Linked DNA regions of Urocitellus parryii: region 1 is linked to region 2. A link is a contact called in public Hi-C data. All regions are on one chromosome and are shown on one strand. Each heading gives the region's core, a stretch centred on a gene start, on an enhancer-like site or on the middle of the called end of the contact. The rest is flanking DNA. Distances are from core to core; before and after follow the strand shown.

Region 1 (5,023 bases), core at 560-3,059, 510 kb before region 2:
TCTGCATAATTCCTTCGCTTTTTCTTAAGAGTTTCTGGCACAGCAGGAACCTTCTTTTTCTTCTCTCTGTCATTAGCATACAAAGAATATTATCAATAGTTCAGAAACCTTTCTGCCTTGCATCACTCCCATGCTGTACTGAGCAAAGTGTTATCACATGGGGCATCAGTGGCTCTTCACCATCACTGGTATCTTAAAGTTACCCTAACATGCTCCAGTCTAACAGAATTTTTAAATTTCCTTCAGTAATTTTCGCCCTCTAACACACATTTCAGATAAACCACAACCGCAAATGTGACATTAACAGAACGAATATTCCAGCTCCAGTCCTGGCCTCCAACAATTATACCTAAGAAAATATACCTAGAAAATATCTACACAAGATGTATCAAAACCTTAAGACTGCTACAAAGACACCTAACTTTCTGCCTAAAGAACCTGGGATTCTCAAAAATAAAAAGGCCAAATTCCACTCTGGTTCAAGTCCCAAGCCACGCATACTGAAAGCAAAGGCCTGTAAGCAAAAACGCCTGGGCCAAGTACTAAGCAAGGATGAATTCAACTCAAGAGGTTTTGTACCGGCCTCGATATACCTCGGTTCCATCGAGGGATGGACCTCTGCCCAACCGGCTTGGATGCACACATAAATTCTGCGCTGGTACCTCGTTCCCGGTACTTCCAAAACCTTCACCCTATGGCCGCCCGCATCCCATCCCAGCCCGGGGTCCCTACTGGTGTCATGGAGCGTCACAAACACACAGATAAGTGGGAAAAGGTAAGAAGTACAACCAGACAGGGAAAAACTGAGACAAATGGCCTATATTTTCGGGGATGGAGAAGGATTCTCGAGAGGACGAGGAGTAACTTACTCGGCACCCTCCATGGTTCCAGCCGGAAAAAGAGGAAGTTGGCGCATGCGCACTGCCCACTTAAAGACGGCGAGAGAAGCCCCACGATTTATAGGCGTCCTAAAATAAGCCGGAAAAGAACTCAGAGCTGAGAGCCCACCTTGAAGTTGCAAAATTAAGAAATGCCCGATTTAGCTTCTTCCAATCAACTTTTGGGGGAAACTTTTGTGGGAAAAGCAAATGCAGTAGTTAGACTTTAATCAATTCAAGTGCAAAGAGTGGTGACACATTGACTGCTCGGGGTCCTAATCCCTAGGTTGCGTTGACAGGATTAGCTCGACTTCCACCTTGTAAATTAACCAAATAACACGCCCCTGGGGAATAAACTACAAACCCCGGCATGCATCACTCCATGGTCCGCTCGACGGGAGGGAGACGCCTGACCAGGGCTGTGGGTGACTACCGGGGTGGTGATTTCAGCCAGGAAAATGAGAGCCTTTGGGATAATGTCCCAAACAGGTAGCAGCGATTCGAAGCCACTTTTGGCCGCTTCTCAACTCTCTGCCACCCGTAGTCAGACTCTGGCACCCGCCTTGCCGCGCTGCCGAGGTCCTTCTCGTTGTCCTCCAGCCTGCAGGGCTGTCTTCCTCAGCGCCTGATCGCAGGCGGGGCAGTCCGAAGTCCCCTGGCTAACGAAAGTGGCAAGACCGGGAAGAGCGAGGACGCGAGGGCCAGGGGATGATGGCCGGGGCTCCGCCGACCGCGCGGCCTGACAGGCGGAGGCAGGGACGACCTACGGCAGGGGGCGTGAGCTGCGAAGGGAGGTGCAATGAGAGCTGGAGACTGCGGCCACGGCCGTGTGAGTGGGGCTGCCCCGCGCGGCTCGGCGGACGACGGGCGGAGGGCTGGGGGCTGGGCCGGGGGCGGGGTGCGCCCGGGGGCGGGGAGGGCCGAGCGGAGGGAGGGCCGAGCCGATGCCGCCGCCGGCTCTTCCCCGTCGCGGGTTATATAGCGCGGAGCGTGGAACCCTCTCACAGCCGGCCGGGAGCGCTCCAACTTGCAAGCGGCGCTGTGCTGCGGAGCCCGGTACCCGAGTGACAGCCGCGGGGAGTGCAGGGCAGGGGGACACGAGACCGCAGGGGCAGCTGCAAGCCGTTGGGCAGCGCTCGCCTGAACCTACCGAGTCCCCTCTTTCCGGCGCTCCGCTGCCCCGCACCCCACTCTCCCACCCTCTCGCAACTTGGGTCAAGTTGACAACTCCTGCGGCAGCCGGCCAGCCGGTGCGGTCTCCACCGCTCATTCCTTCCCCGGGGTGAGAAGGAGCCGCTGCGCCGGCTCCGGGGACGCTCGGGCGGCGGCAGCTTGGCCATGAGGGCAGTGCGCGTCGCCTAACTCACGGCTGTCACCGCCGCTGCAGCGGGACCGGCCGGCAGGACTCTCCGGGACAGGCGGGCGGCCGCCGGCAGGAGGCGCCGAGCCGGGCGGCAGCCGCGGCGGGCACAGCCCGGGGCCACTGCGCGGAGCCCAGCACCGCGCTAGCAGAGAGCGGCGCCGCGCACTGTGGTCCGGCGGGCACCTCGGGGACAGGCGCGGGGTGCAGCCTTCTGGTCGCGGCCGCTCTGACAAGGGCTCCTTTGGTGTGCCTGGCGCGGGGTGGGCGCGGATAGGGGCTCTGGGCTCGCGCGGGCCCCCGGGCGTCGCGATGAACATCGTAGTGGAGTTCTTCGTGGTCACTTTCAAAGTGCTCTGGGCGTTCGTGCTGGCCGCGGCGCGCTGGCTGGTGCGGCCCAAGGAGAAGAGCGTGGCCGGCCAGGTGTGCCTTATCACGGGCGCCGGCAGCGGCCTGGGCCGTCTCTTCGCGCTTGAGTTCGCCCGGCGCCGGGCGCTGCTGGTGCTCTGGGACATCAACACGCAGAGCAACGAGGAGACGGCGGGCATGGTTCGCCACATCTACCGCGACCTGGAGGCAGCTGATGCCGCCGCGCTGCAAGGTAACTCGGACTCATGCCCGAGCATTGTTGGGTAAAACCTCTCCCCTCCGTGCACTCTCCCCTGGAAGGTCCCCAAATCCCACTGTCATGGTCAGCCCCCGCTCTAGAGAAAAAGAATACCCTATCATTCTTTTGGAAAACGAGTGGAATTTACCCCCTAATAAAAGAGAATGATCACCGCACTATTGGAAGGAGGAAAGTGTGCCAAACCCAGCCCTTTAAGGAGGTCCGTCCCTTTGGGGACGACTCTGGTGTTTCCTATGCCCTCTGAGCCTAGGGAAGGCAGAAGGAACTTGTTACCTCAGGATGAATTCCTTAAGAAATGTCTCTTGCTTGCATTCGCATGATGGGAAACAGAAGCGTCTTTGAGAAGTTGTTCCTAGACTGGACTGTATCAGTGTATATGTGTTACTGCGGTCTGAACCCCTTAGAAGAGGGCAGTATTGATGGTTTCGCTATAACTTTAGCCAAAAGAAAATAATTACATTGTTTCGCCTGCGATAAGTAAGTGCTTTAGTTACTACAGACCCCAGCATGACTGAGAGATGACCTGCCTCTTGAGAAAGTTATTGAAGGATTTCAGCTTCATGAATTCATGTAAATTTCTTTCATGTTTCTGGTCACCCCAATCTGCATTTTTTGTATAACCTGAATCTGAGACTTAAGAAGAAGACAATGAAGAAGAAAAAGCCTAAGTGGAAACTGTAACCAAACATAAAATATTGGTCCAGGAAAATTTGATGATTGTTCTTGCTTTTTGACAGAAGTTTTCATTTCCAGGAGAAATATTGAACTATATGAATATTTATTTGAGTGCCACTCTTTCTCTCTGTCCACCATTTGTTACAGACTTCTTGGCACCTGCTTTCTTGATTTAAATTTGGAAATGATGCTAGTGTGAAGGGGTAGCAAATACAGATTGTGTGTGTTCCCTTCCAAAACCCAAAGGATAAGGGTTTCCAGAGAAGAGATTTTGTTTTTAAGCCATTCAAGTTTTTATGTGGCCCATTAATTTATGTTCCACCCCAATAAGAACAAGTCAGGGCCCCTACTTTTTCATGAGAAACTTTAAATTCATTTTTTGCCTATGGATGAATTCAGATTACATCTTTGATTTATGAACTTTAAAGTGAATTTCTATTTTAATGGTGCTCATACTGAATTAAGAGCTATTTCTGGTCAATTTCCCCCAGCTTCCCCTCCCACCCCCCAAAATAGGAATGTGTAATGTGTGTGCATGTTATTCTCTGGGCTGAGATCTGTTCTTTGCAGGTGTCTTTAGCTCCAGCAAGCTGATCCCATGTGGTCTACTTGTTTTGGGCTTGTCACAATTACATGACTTTCCCTTAAGCAAAGTTATCCAGTAAATTGCTGCAATTTCCAAAGACTGGGGGGAGGAAAGCAGCTGTAAGTTCAGTCATTGGCAAGCCTTGTGGTGTCAGAAATTTGAAGCTCACTGTAGTACTTTTGTTTTGTGTGATCTTTGTCCTTCTGATTGCTATGTGACTCACTTTCTGTACCTCCTTCTCTGTTCCATTTTCTCCCCCTCATCTGGACTTCTGAGGACAGCTGGGAATGGTGAGGAAGAAATTCTGCCCCACTGTAACTTGCAGGTTTTTACCTACACCTGTGATGTGGGGAAAAGGGAGAATGTCTACTTGACCGCTGAAAGGGTCCGCAAAGAGGTTGGTGAAGTCTCAGTCCTGGTCAATAATGCTGGCGTGGTCTCTGGACATCACCTTCTGGAATGTCCTGATGAGCTCATTGAGAGAACCATGATGGTCAACTGCCATGCACACTTCTGGGTAAATATAAACCTTTTTTTTTTTTTTTTTTTTTTTTTAAGTCCTGGGCCCTCTTTGAGAAGGATAGAGATCTCAGTGCCAGCCTGAAAGCCACCTGTACTCCCATCACCGAGCCTCCTAATGAGCTATTCCCCCATGGTGAATTTCATTGTATGTTGGTTACTATTAAATCATTACTTTCTCCTCTCCCCCAAATTCAGTATTTCTTGAGAGGGTAAAAGACTTAACATTGTGAACTAGTTTGAAAAATTGCCATAAAAATAACAAGAGAGAGTATAAAACCCTGGGTTTGTTTATTTTACTTTCCACAGAGTTTATAAAACATTGGTTGTTCTTATGAATTCCTAAAGTCAGGGTTTAGGCTTCCAAATTACTGCTC
Region 2 (5,060 bases), core at 468-2,967:
CAGTCTTAAATAATGTTTTTATCTTAATACAAATAATGTTCAGCAGGTCATAACAAATAATGTTTTAATCTCAATATAGATAAAAATCTTAAAGCGGTAATACAGCCATCTACTACTGTTCAACTGGTGTTCCACAGTTCCTTTTTAGGCCTCAAATGACGAAACTTCTCTAACATCTCAGGGGAGGTTAGTGTGAAATATAATGTTTCCTGAAATTGTTCTTGTTTTTCTCTGCACCACTTCGTGACATCTCTTCAACTAGTAATGTTTTGCGCAATTTTATTGTTCTTCAGTAAAGGCCAAAGAGAAGCAAAGGTAAAGAGAATATCAAAGAATACGTAGAAATAGGACAGACAACATAAAAGCACAGAAGTAAATATGAAGCAAAAATTATATGTATTGAATAAAAGAGGAAGAAAATGAAGAAAAACACTTTTAGCATAGGGGGAAAATGGAGAGGACAGACACTTGCTTATTCTTCTAAAAACAAAAGCAAGAAAATCCTTTTAGTAAAAATGTATTCTCTTTCTTAAGAGGATGGTATTAAAACTCTAAACGGCATTCAGCTGACACTCCTAAGGAGAGTTGTACCTTCTCTTCTCACGTGCTTCAAATACCGCTAGTCTTATTTGTGAATTAAATGCAGAATAGATAATGCAGGAAAAATTACAACTGTGGTTGCCATCTTTGCCTGAAAAAACAAACTCCCTGGACTGGGGCGCGCGGGGGGGGGGGGGGACGCCGGGGGACAAATTAAGTTGGAAAGCCAGAAGACCAGTCAGGTAGACAACAAACGTCTTCCACCAAATTGAGGTTCCATTTAAAGGTGTGGGGAAGAAGGGCAAAGAGCTACTCCCTTACCGCGACCGCAAGGGTGGGGCATTGTGGGGAAAAAAAAAATCAGAGGGCGAGTTATCTCTAGAGGTTTAAGGGGGCTAGTGACCAACCTCCAGCGCTCGCACCTCAGGTGGCAAATGATGTACGTGGCCTAGGAGTTTATTCGGAAGGCGAGGGGGGGGAGGGCTGCTGCAGGATTGCTCACGAGTGCCGAGGCTAACAGAAGAAGGTACCCACCGGGCAAATGATTAAGAGTCAAAGGGAAGAGAAAGAAGGGGCCGAGCAGTTTGGGAGGACAGGTTTGGAAGGCTGGGCAGAGGCCGCTAAGCGCCTTCTCTGGGAACTCCTTTTCAAGCTCCCCCACACTCAACTCAGCCCCTCGGAGGGCCGCCCCTGCCCGGGCGACAACGGCGAGCGCAGCTGTTTCCGCCGGGCCGGGCACGGCGGAAGAAAAGGCATCCCTGGAGCTGACAGAAAGGCCAGCAGCGGCACTCTAGGAGTGCAGGGCGGCGATTCCAAGACCACCATCGCGGAGCCAACACCAAACTTCGCCCTTTCTTCCTCCTAAGCCTTCTTTATCCCCCAACTTCCCTGCCGGCTGGTGTCCGCTTCGACCGACCGAAACACCGCCCCCCCCCCCGCGCCCTTCCTCTCGCCGCCTCTCACCCCTCCACGACGCCCTGAAGCTAGGAGAAGACCAGTCATTTGGACGGCTCCGGAGCCCGCCCTTGGGTCCCGAAGTCTCAGACGCCGCCCCCGCCCGAACGCTCACACCCTTTCGGCAGCTCCCTCACCCGCCCAGATGCAGCAAACTCTTCTCACCTGCATTGACGCCATGATGGAACCATCCCCCAAAGGCCAGCGAGGCCAGAGACGCAGGGGGCGGAGCTGCCGTGCTCGCGTCACGCCGCGGGGGCCTAACATCCCGGGCGCGGGGGGCGGGGCCTCTGATGGGAAGGGGATGGCGCAAGGGGATTGGCTGACGTGCAAGGGCGCCCGGGGGAGGGGCAGGGGCGCGGCAAAAGGCGCTGTGGGTACCCCGGATCCCAGCCCGCCCCTGGCCCACCCGCTACCCTAGTGAGTTAAGAGTCGCCGCTCCACTTTTGACCCGAACACAGTTAGTTTTTTTGTCTGTACTGCGAGATCCTGATGCGTCTGGATCCATGCGGTTTATTTCTGTTTCATTTTGTTCTTCCAACTGTAAGGTGTGTTTTTCACACCAAGCCCACTTTGATAGTTTTATCCCTCGGGACCAGAAAAAACTTCCGGGGCTTCTTTCTCTTCCACGCGGACTTGGAAACCTCATATTCTTTATTTGGGGAAGAGAGACCCACTTTTCCTTGTACAACGGGATGATAATTGAGAGCAGAACGACACTGGTATTTTAAAGGCGTGGGCTTTTAGATTTGTAGAGCTGAAACTTGTCTGAAAAGAGAGATTTTTAAAGTTTTTCTTTGATTTTTGATTTCCGCTCCCTTATGCCAACGAAACTTCATGTGTATCGTAAATAGGTGTTAATGGCATTCGAAATTTAATAGAGATTTTACTCCAGGCATGGTTTTTTTAAAAAAAATATACCAGCTTCACGTTATAATATACACATATCTTTTATCATATCCAGGTGTCTTCAGCCTTTTTCGTGGTGGGCAGTTTGGTGGTGGAAAGTTTGGTGGCCCACCACAAACTACAGATGAATTTGGGTAGGAAAAGCTGAGCATAGAGAATCCTAAGAATGCACCAGTTCTGCCCACATTTATCAAAAGCCACATTTTTAAAAGCTCTTCCAGGACTGAAGATGTCATTGGTTTATAAAAGGAAGGTGGAAACCAAAATCTTGCACCTCATGTTCTATCTCTTTAAAAAAAAAAAAAATCAAGGTGGCTAACACACTGGGTAGAAGCTTTTACTTTACCAGAAGGAAAGCTTAAAATCTGTCATATCTGCATATCTGTCATTTTATTCATTTGGCTTTCTTTTTAGACATTTCTCTAAGATATAAATATAGGCAATGTAGGATATCATTCTTCACACTCTTAAGATAGATCATTATGTTCTCTGGGAACATCCATAATGTGAAATGTGTTCAAAATGGAAAAAGATCTTTAAAATATGCCAGTTATTCCATGGTATAATATTAGACACACTGTTCTTCCTCACTGGAGAAGTTATATTGGTATACTCTTCCTCTCTGAACTGCAGTCTTTGCCAGAAATGAACTGATTTCCCCCTTTTTGTACACAATGACTGTCCTTGAGGAAATTTGAATGCTTTTGGCAACCAGAAATCAACCAGAAGCATACCAAATGTTAGTCCAGTTGTGTTGTCAACATTACAACAGTGAGTAAAACCCATATATCCCAATGAAAGAGGTAAGATTAGGAAAAAGTTTCTAGATATTTTTTTTTCTTTTAAGGATCCTCATCCCTATGAACTCAGAAAATTGTTCCAGAAGATCAAGCTTACCATCCTAAGAGTCACTTAGCTTAAAAGTTGATTCTACCTAAAGGAGTAAGTGACACCAGATGATCCCACAAACAAAGCATTATGGCATCATCAGAGCAAATAGCCTGCCAAGACAGATGCTAAGAAGAAAGAAAAGTGGTTGCAGGAATTCTGACATTGCTCACAGTAAAACTAATGTTTGGTCCCTTGGGTTTCATATATATTGAAAGGATCTTTATAGGAGGAAAAAGTCAATTATCAGTCATGAATGAAATACTAAACAGCACAAAATTACCTACATTTTTCACTCTTTCTTAAAATATAATAGAGGGGTGGGAATGTAGTCCAATAGTAAAGCACATTCCTAGCATATTCAAGGTCCTGGGCTTGAGCCTCAGCTCCAAAACAAAAATATATAATAGATCCTAGCATACTTGGGAACTAAAATAGTAACTTTTGGATAGTGTAGAGGTATATTATTATGTTAACTAAGCATGAACTGTTATATCTGAAACAGTTGCAAGCTGTAGTGGCACATGCCTTTAATCCAAGGCTGGGGAGGCTGAGGCAGGAGGATTACAAATTCATGACCAGCCTCAGCAACTTAGTGAAACCTTGTCTCAAAATTAAAAATAAAAAGGTCTGGGGATGTAGCTTAGTGGCAAAACACCCCAGGTTCAATCCCCGGTTCCCAAATAAATAAATCACTTGAGCGGGCAACATGAAGACTAGGTTCACATCACATTTCTTTACAGAGTGGGCTTGTGATCAAATAGGCAAATGTTAAAATGTCAGACAATTTCAGAAGTGGAAGAGAAAGTGAATTTCTCACAAACTGTATAGGAGTCACATCGATAGAAATCACTTTGAAAACAGTTCAACAATAATGAGGTTAAAGTTTTCCATATCTTTACAGAATAATCTTAACAGCATCATTTGTGGTAAAAGATTCTTAAATATTAAATGCAATAGGTTAAGTTCTTTTGGATTCTGTTTCAAACTGTAAAAAAGATATTTTTGAGACAACTGGAGAAAAGGAAACAGAATGGATCTTAAATGATACTAATGAATTGTTATGTTATTTTTGATAATGGTATTTTTTGAAATTTCCACAGTAAGACAAGCAGGTTGAGATGAGGCAATTCTTCCTCATTTTACCAAATGCCCCAACTTCCATTTCTAGTAAGAAGTAAAATCAGGACATATATAAGCTGTGTATGTGTCTGAGGAAAGGCCTGAGACATGGAAGACAAAATTAGCCACTGGACTTGATAGTCAAAAGGAGGAAATATGGGAAACTAAGAACACTGAAGGATCCACAGAAGGACCACTGGAAATAAATCCTACTCCATTCACTTCCAAAAAGAAAGAAAGAAACGAACGAACAAATACTGGAGCTGGGTGTGGTAGCACATGCTTAAGATACCAGCTACTTGGGAGGATGAAGCACAAGGATCACAAATTTCAAGCCAGCCTCAGCAATTTAGCGAGACCCTACCTCAAAATAAAAAATAAAAAGGATTAGGGATGTAGCTCAGTGCTAAAGCACTCTCGGGTTCAATCCCCAGTACTGAAAAAACAAAAAGTAAACAAACAAAAACCAATGGGCCATGGGGCAATTGCTGCAATATTGATAATGTAATTTGATTAGTGGATGCTTTTGTTCTAGTGATTCACTAGATTGGAAAGTTAGGAGCAGTTCTCTGAGGATTTCCTTGTAGGAATAGCCCAACTACTCAGGAGACTGAGGCAAGAGGATTACAAGTTTGAAGCCAGCCCAG

Evidence for each region. Hi-C and Micro-C count contacts between places; a contact is called where the count stands out from the background.
Region 1: a Hi-C map of liver shows a contact between it and region 2, with 6 times the contacts expected there. The contact joins the promoter of Rdh10 here to the promoter of Ube2w in region 2. A contact is called at or near these places in 2 of 2 Hi-C or Micro-C datasets (liver and muscle).

What each region holds. Positions count from the first base shown.
Region 1 is chr7:58,320,386-58,325,408 of mUroPar1.hap1, reverse strand. It overlaps Rdh10 (retinol dehydrogenase 10), which reads left to right and starts at 1,809. Exons shown (of 6, transcript XM_026397308.2): 1 at 1,809-2,839; 2 at 4,409-4,644. The coding sequence starts at 2,551. Rpl7 (ribosomal protein L7) reads right to left here and starts at 968. Exons shown (of 7, transcript XM_026397309.2): 1 at 870-968; 2 at 1-66. The coding sequence starts at 916.
Region 2 is chr7:57,807,675-57,812,734 of mUroPar1.hap1, reverse strand. It overlaps Ube2w (ubiquitin conjugating enzyme E2 W), which reads right to left and starts at 1,717. Exons shown (of 6, transcript XM_026397310.2): 1 at 1,660-1,717. The coding sequence starts at 1,674.